2 separate regions of the Sus scrofa genome follow, and region 1 is linked to region 2. A link is a contact called in public Hi-C data. All regions are on one chromosome and are shown on one strand. The core of a region is the stretch at or near the end of the contact, and the rest is flanking DNA. Distances in the headings are between cores, read along the strand shown.

What was found. Hi-C and Micro-C count contacts between places; a contact is called where the count stands out from the background.
Region 1: a Hi-C map of omental adipose tissue shows a contact between it and region 2, with 1.9 times the contacts expected there. The contact joins the promoter of GATA3 here to the enhancer-like site in region 2. A contact is called at or near these places in 1 of 5 promoter capture datasets (fetal liver) and 5 of 47 Hi-C or Micro-C datasets (embryonic fibroblasts, heart right ventricle, omental adipose tissue and 2 more).

The regions. Positions count from the first base shown.
Region 1 is chr10:63,386,464-63,389,651 of Sscrofa11.1, forward strand. It overlaps GATA3 (GATA binding protein 3), which reads right to left and starts at 1,500. Exons shown (of 5, transcript NM_001044567.1): 1 at 1,127-1,500. The coding sequence starts at 1,367.
Region 2 is chr10:62,705,859-62,709,091 of Sscrofa11.1, forward strand. No RefSeq gene overlaps it. Among named protein-coding and RNA genes, the nearest start is that of GATA3, 680 kb to the right of the region's middle. Within about 2 kb of position 1,498, at least 2 of the 83 cell types and tissues checked have an H3K27ac peak or open chromatin away from gene starts, as enhancers often do. A contact at or near this core is called in omental adipose tissue, where this site is marked.

The DNA of each region.
Region 1 (3,188 bases), core at 250-2,749, 680 kb after region 2:
TTTAAAAGCTGGTGACAGCAGGGTGGAGACCTCCTGCTGCCGGAGGGCCTCTGTCATCGGCCCCAACCCGGAGAACCTAAGGAGGGGAACTGGAGCAGACCTGCCAGAGAGCCCCTCATACTTCCTCCACCTGAAACGTTGCTATGTCTTCTAGGGAAACACACTTGGAGCTGGAAACCTTGTCTCCCAACTACATAGGGCCAGGTTTCTCTTTACCACTCCAGAACTGCAAACTTCTCACCGAGAAAGAGAAAGGGAAAAAAGAAAGAAAAGAAAAGGCAACTAGAATCCCTCCTGCCTAGAAAGAAACCCTAATGGATCCTAAATCTTTGGGGGGAGCCCAGGGGCGCTGGGGTAGGCCCGAGGACAGCTGGGCGAGAGTTGCCGGAGCACAGCAATGAGGCCGCGGAAAAGCAGAGACGCAGGGAATTCTCTGCAACCGGGAATCCAGGGAACCCCAGTGTCACAAACTTAAGACGGTGGTCTTTCCCCCCAACCCCCGTCAAGCACCAGACTTCTTTTCCTTAGAGCCACAAGGTGGAAAAGCTGCCTAGAAACCAAATGCTCTGGCTTTGGAGGAAGGTCAGGACACCGGGTTGCGACTAAGTGCGTCTCTCTGGCCTTTCTGGAAATGTGCCGGAGCAGCACACCCAGGCGCGCCGGCAGAAGCCCCCGAGAGAGAGCTACGGGGTAACTGGGGAAGCGAAGCCCCTCAAAGAACCCAGCCCGAGCCAGGTTTGGCCGGCGCCGGATGCTCGGCCCGGGGAGCGGTGGCCGGCGGAGGCAGAGGCTCGGCTCCCTGCGCCTGGGACCTCGGAGGCCCCCAAACCTGCGGCCGCGCCGGGAGAGAGGGCTGCAGCGCGGCGCCCGCCAGGTGAGCGCCAGGCCCCCGGGGACTGCAGGCGCGGAGAGCCGCCTGCTGCGGCTGTTTTGAAAAACACACTCTCGCGACGATCGAGACGCCTTCCTCGCCCATTTCCGGGCCCCAAATTTTTTAATGATGCAGAAACGGCGCTTGGGGGCTTTGGCTGCTTCTGTCTCCCCACCCCCTGGTCCCTCCCTGCCTTCCCGACCTGGGAGAGCGGGGACAGCTGGGCGGGGGTCCCCGCACCCGGGGCGAACTCACCGTGGTGGGTCGGAGGGTACCTCTGCACGGTGGCCCTCACCGAGTTTCCGTAGTAGGACGGGACGTGGTTGCCTTGACCGTCGATGTTAAAAAGTACATCCACCTCCTCGGGCAAGGGGTACTGCGCCGGGTCCATGTAGGAGTGGCCGAGGCCCGGGTGGTGCGTGTCCGGGTGCTGCCCGTTGAGGACCGCGGGGTGGTGGTGGCTCACCCAACGCGGCTGGTCCGCCGTCACCTCCATGGCCCAGGCTGCGCTCGCGCCCTCTCGCCGGGCCCGGAACCCGCGCGCGGAGAGGGAGGGCGGTCCGGGGGGCTCCGCGGCTCTGCAGGTGCTCCTGCCGTCGGAGGAGCAGGGGTCGTTCAAGGATTTGTTTTCAGTGGGGGAATGGGAAAGCTAGGAAGAAAGGTGAGCAAATGAGATTTCAAAAAAAAAAAAATCTTTGAGGGGTAGTTTAGCAAAGAGAAGAAGACGGAGAAAAAAGAAATTCCAAAAAAATAGGTAGGAAAGGATAAAAGGGGCCCGAAGTGCAAAAGGAGGCGAGGGCTGGCTGGGATTCTGCGCGTGAGGCTCCTCGGCCGTTCCGAGACTGAGTCTCTCCTGGGTCACCTGCAAAGGAAAGGAGAGACCTGGATGAGGTCCTGAGTACTTAGCACCTGAGTTTACGAAGTGGCACCACCTACCCTCGAGCCGCCCGGCCCCGCGCCCGCGCCCCCAGGTCACGCGCACACGCGCACGCCTCCTCCGGAGCCAGGAGCACCGGGAGACCGCCGAGAGGGAGCGACTCCCGAGTACATCCCCAGCTGCCCGGCTCTCCCGGGAGCCCGGGACTGAGTGAGCGGCTCCAACTAGGACGACAGCTCCCTCCCTCCGGGGATCCAGGTCCCTGGACCTACTTTCCAGCCCTTAGAAACTCTCCAAAAGAGGAGAGTTGAGGTTGGGTTTTTTGGGGTTTTTTTTTTTTAATGTTTTAAAGTCCTTCCATATGGAGAGAGAAAACAAATCAAACTTTAAAAAAAAAAAAGTCGCAAGTACCAACCTGGGTAGCGAGGAGCAGAGAGGAGAAGGAGGCGTGTGACCTGGGCGAGCAGAAACTGCTCGGTCAGATTGCGTGGCTCGCTCTGTCTCGCGCTCTCTCCGTCTCTCTCTCTTTTCCTCCCTCTCTCTCTCCCTCTCTCTCAGTATTTTTTTTTTTTTTTTTTTTTTTTTTTTTTTTACAGGGAATGCATTCTTTCTGAAAGTATCAAGACGGCGCCAGGCAGCTCAGTGTTCGCAGACAGCTGTGGCGCGACGGAACTTAAGGAGGTTCTAGTGTCATCTGCGCCGACGGGGGAGGAGCCTGGCGCTGGCGAGGAGGGGACAGGATCACAAGCACAAGGAAACTGCAACCCAAACCCGCTCAGGACTTCACCACCACCACCCCCTCCGCGCACCCCCGCCTCTCCCCCCGCCCCTCCACTGACCGGAAAGGGGCGCCGCAGAGGGCGGCTCGGGCGGAGGGGCAGCGGGGCGGGTGGGCGAGGCGGCCCGGGGTTTGAGGTGGAGGGGGCGGGCAGGAGGGAATTCGCGCTCTGGCCCTTTAAATGTGGCTCCCGCTCCTGCCAATTCATCCGGCTGGGTAGATTATTCCGTACCGAGGAAACCGGCCTGCCCCATTCATAAAGTTTATTTCTACAGGCAGCCTTTCTTTTTCTGACTTTTTAAATGAGCAAACATTTTTTCGGTATTCAGTCCTGGGTATTGACTGGTTTATTGATGTGGGGTCTCTGGGATCCGTAAAATGATCAGGGGGAAAAAATGTAACGTCAAAGTTCTCGGAGATGTGCTTCTTTCGGGAATTGCTTAAGAGAGCGAGGAATGGGGGGCGGGGCCTGCCTTTGATTGAAACGTCCACGTTACTTTGGTGGTCGTGGTCAACATTCTCCCAACCTCTCGCGTTAGAAGCCTCTCGATGAAAGTTTCAGCTGTTGCAGCTGTCCTTTCCAGACCTAATATTTGTAATCGATGTGTGCTTTTGACTTGAGCGACAACAGTGAAGGATGAAAAGGAGAGGGGGCGACTCCG
Region 2 (3,233 bases), core at 248-2,747:
CTAAAAAGCAAAACAAAACAAAACAAAACAAAAACAAAAGAGAGAGAGAGAGAATACAATTTAGAAAATAATAAAAATATATGAAATCCTTGGGAATAAATCTGACAGAAGATGTGAAATGCCCATGTACTAAAAACAATAAAACATTGTTGCATAACATTGAGGAACACTAACATATTAAAAGCCAAACATTCTATTCATATGCCAGAAAACCGAATATTCTTTAGATTTAATTCTCAACAAATTGATCTATAAATTCAATACAAACCTAATTTAAAACCCAGAAGGTTCTTTTTTAAATAGAAATTGACAAGCTAATTCTAAAATTCATATGGAAATGACCTAGAAGAGGCAAAGCAACTTTGAATATGAATAAAGTTGGAGAAATACCAATACTGAATTTCAAAACCTATTTTAAAGTTCCAGTAATCAAGATGTTGTACCGGTTTTAAAACAGACTGCTAGATCAGGGAACAGAGTGTGGAGTGTGGAACAGAGCCCAAAACTAGACCCATACATGTAAGGACAGCTTATTTTTCACAGCCATGTCAAGGCAATTGAGTGAAGAAACACAGTTTCTCAACAAATGGTATTGGAACAATTCTTGTGCCAAAACAAAAACAAATACAAAAAAAAAAAAGATGAATTTGACCATAACCACCATCTTTCTCCATAACTTTTTCATCATCTCAAACAGAACCTTTGTACCCATTAAACAAACAGTAACTCCCCATTTTCCTCTACCCCATCCCTACTAATCTCTATTCTACACTGTGACTCTAGGGATTTGACTCTTCAAAGTATTACATATAATTGTAAACACACGGTATTTCTCCTTTGGTGTCTGGCTTATTTTATTTACAGTAGTGTAATAAATCTCTTGATGTTTGTCTCCTACTGGTTCTGCTTTTCTGATTGAACCCTAAACAATAGGTATAAATGTAGGTACAGAATAGCCCTAGCATATATAGCTCTATCTGTATCTATGTATAGAATACTCAAAAATAAACTAATTCATTCAAAACACAGCTTTCCCTGATGAGCCCATTTCATTACAGCCTTTCTAGGCAGAGTCAGTGGCTCCCTTTTTGCCTCTCCATGCTCCTTAGACAAGTTCTGTTATAGTAGCTGTTGGTGTACAAATCCCTCTTCCCTGTTTGATTGTGAATCCTTTGGTCTTATTCATCCTGACTCTCCAAGAACCTAACAAATCCTTATTTAAAATTAATTAATACAAATTAATGTGTAAAAGTAAGTGACTCAGCACATCAGTATCTCCTCTCTCACGGGGGCTTTGACATTTATTTTCTTTATTTTTGTAAAGACAACTGTCTGAATGCAAGCTCCAAGATAATCATTTGTTTCTGCATGACAGTCATAATCTTTATTTTAAAAAGATCACTCAGAATTCAAATTATCTATGCTACTTGGCTACAGTTACTTACCAATTCTGAGCTGAAGCACACAGTGTTCTCAAAACACCTGTTTAGCGTTCACTCCAAAAATACACACACCATTGCACATTGCCAAGGACTTGCTACAACATAAATTTTAGAACATTCCTGTACTTCTTCCAGATCACTGTGTAATTCTTACTTTGCCTTTGAACTTTGCCACAGCAATGCAATCTGAAGTCTTCAAAACCATTTAGACCTTAGTGGTGAAAACTGGGAATAGCCCAGAGGCATTTTGTACCACCAAATAAACATGCTTCTTATTGGGCTCTGTATTTAATCTTCAGGAGATGGCAGATTAGACATGCAGAGGAGCTGCAGCACCTGAGCTCAACAGCAGGTTCAGTTGCTGGAGCTGTGACCGTCCGTTGGTAAATGTTTATGCTCCATACTCTCATCACAGTTGAAATAGTCCAGATTTTGTATTGCTTTAAACTAGAAAACCTTTGCCTCAGGGCCTAGGTGATTTTACTTGTCAAATTAATGTCTAGAGAATACTAGGAAGAAAATTTTATTTGTGATGAATTTGGCTTTCTGTGTCTCTTCTTCAGAACTAATAATGAGTAAAATCATAGTCTTTATAGTCTGTATGACATTGAAATACAAATGGCAGCACCGTAAACTTTTTGTACTTTATTTCTATTTCTCTTTCATGCAGGCCCAGTTCTTCCCAGAGGGTGTGTGTGTGTGTGTGTGTGTGTGTGTGTGTGTGTGCGTGTGTGTGTGTTATTATTGTGCTTGTTTGCTGAACTGAGACACAAATTCTCTGAACTAGGTAGATAGCCATATGGAAAACAATAGGAATTTTCTACATTGCATTTGAAAAAGTAAAAACCCAGCAGAGTATATTTCTTATATAAGAAAAGTTGGTCAGATCTCTGTCATCAGTGTCACATCTGAAAATCCCAGTAATTGCCCTAGCAGGTCTTAGCAGAAGAACACAACCAAAGAGTAGTAGGTACTGAGTATCACAAAAGGACATCCACATAGATTATGTTACATTTTATAATTAAATTTTTCTTTATTGTCTTTCGAAATAGTTTCCAAGTTTATTTATTTAAATTCCTCCTAACACACCATTTAAAACTGCTGTCATTGTCACTTGTTCCTGTCAGGATAATGACAGTTGTCTCACTGAGACTCATGTGGTTTCTATGCTTTTTTTTTTTTTCATCTGAAAAAAAATCTACAAATAACTCAGGTTAATGTTTTGGGTTGTATGAATGTATTGTGTGTGTCTGTGTGTGGAGGGTGTGACAGTGAGGATTTATTTTTGTTCACATCACAAAATGACTCACTGAGATCATTGAAAGTTTAAAGATTGATAATGTTTAAAGTTTGATAATGTTATAAAAGATGAAGTCCCTATTTTCGTTAGTGCTAGGTAATTGCTATAATTTCCAGGAAGGATAATTTTGTATCCTGAGTACCCCAAGGTATTTGTTCTGATTTATGGGGCAGAAATGTAAAGTCACTGCTTTGCCTAAAAGGGTATGCACTGACAGCGTGCCAGTGTTTGAACTGAGAAAACTTAAAACTGTCCAGGGACCACACCAACAACCGCCGAGAATCCAGGACAAACAGGCATTGTCATCGTAATGAGCACTGATTACTAGTGGACAGGATCACTGTGTTCACAGGTAACTAAGAGAAAGCAGATGGTAAGACCTCTGTCCTCTGGCTCTATCAGTTCGTGTCAGAAAGCCATACATCAAAAGTCGAGGGTGACTTCACATATTTCACTATCAAAGAATGACTTTGGAGCACAGAGTAAATTGA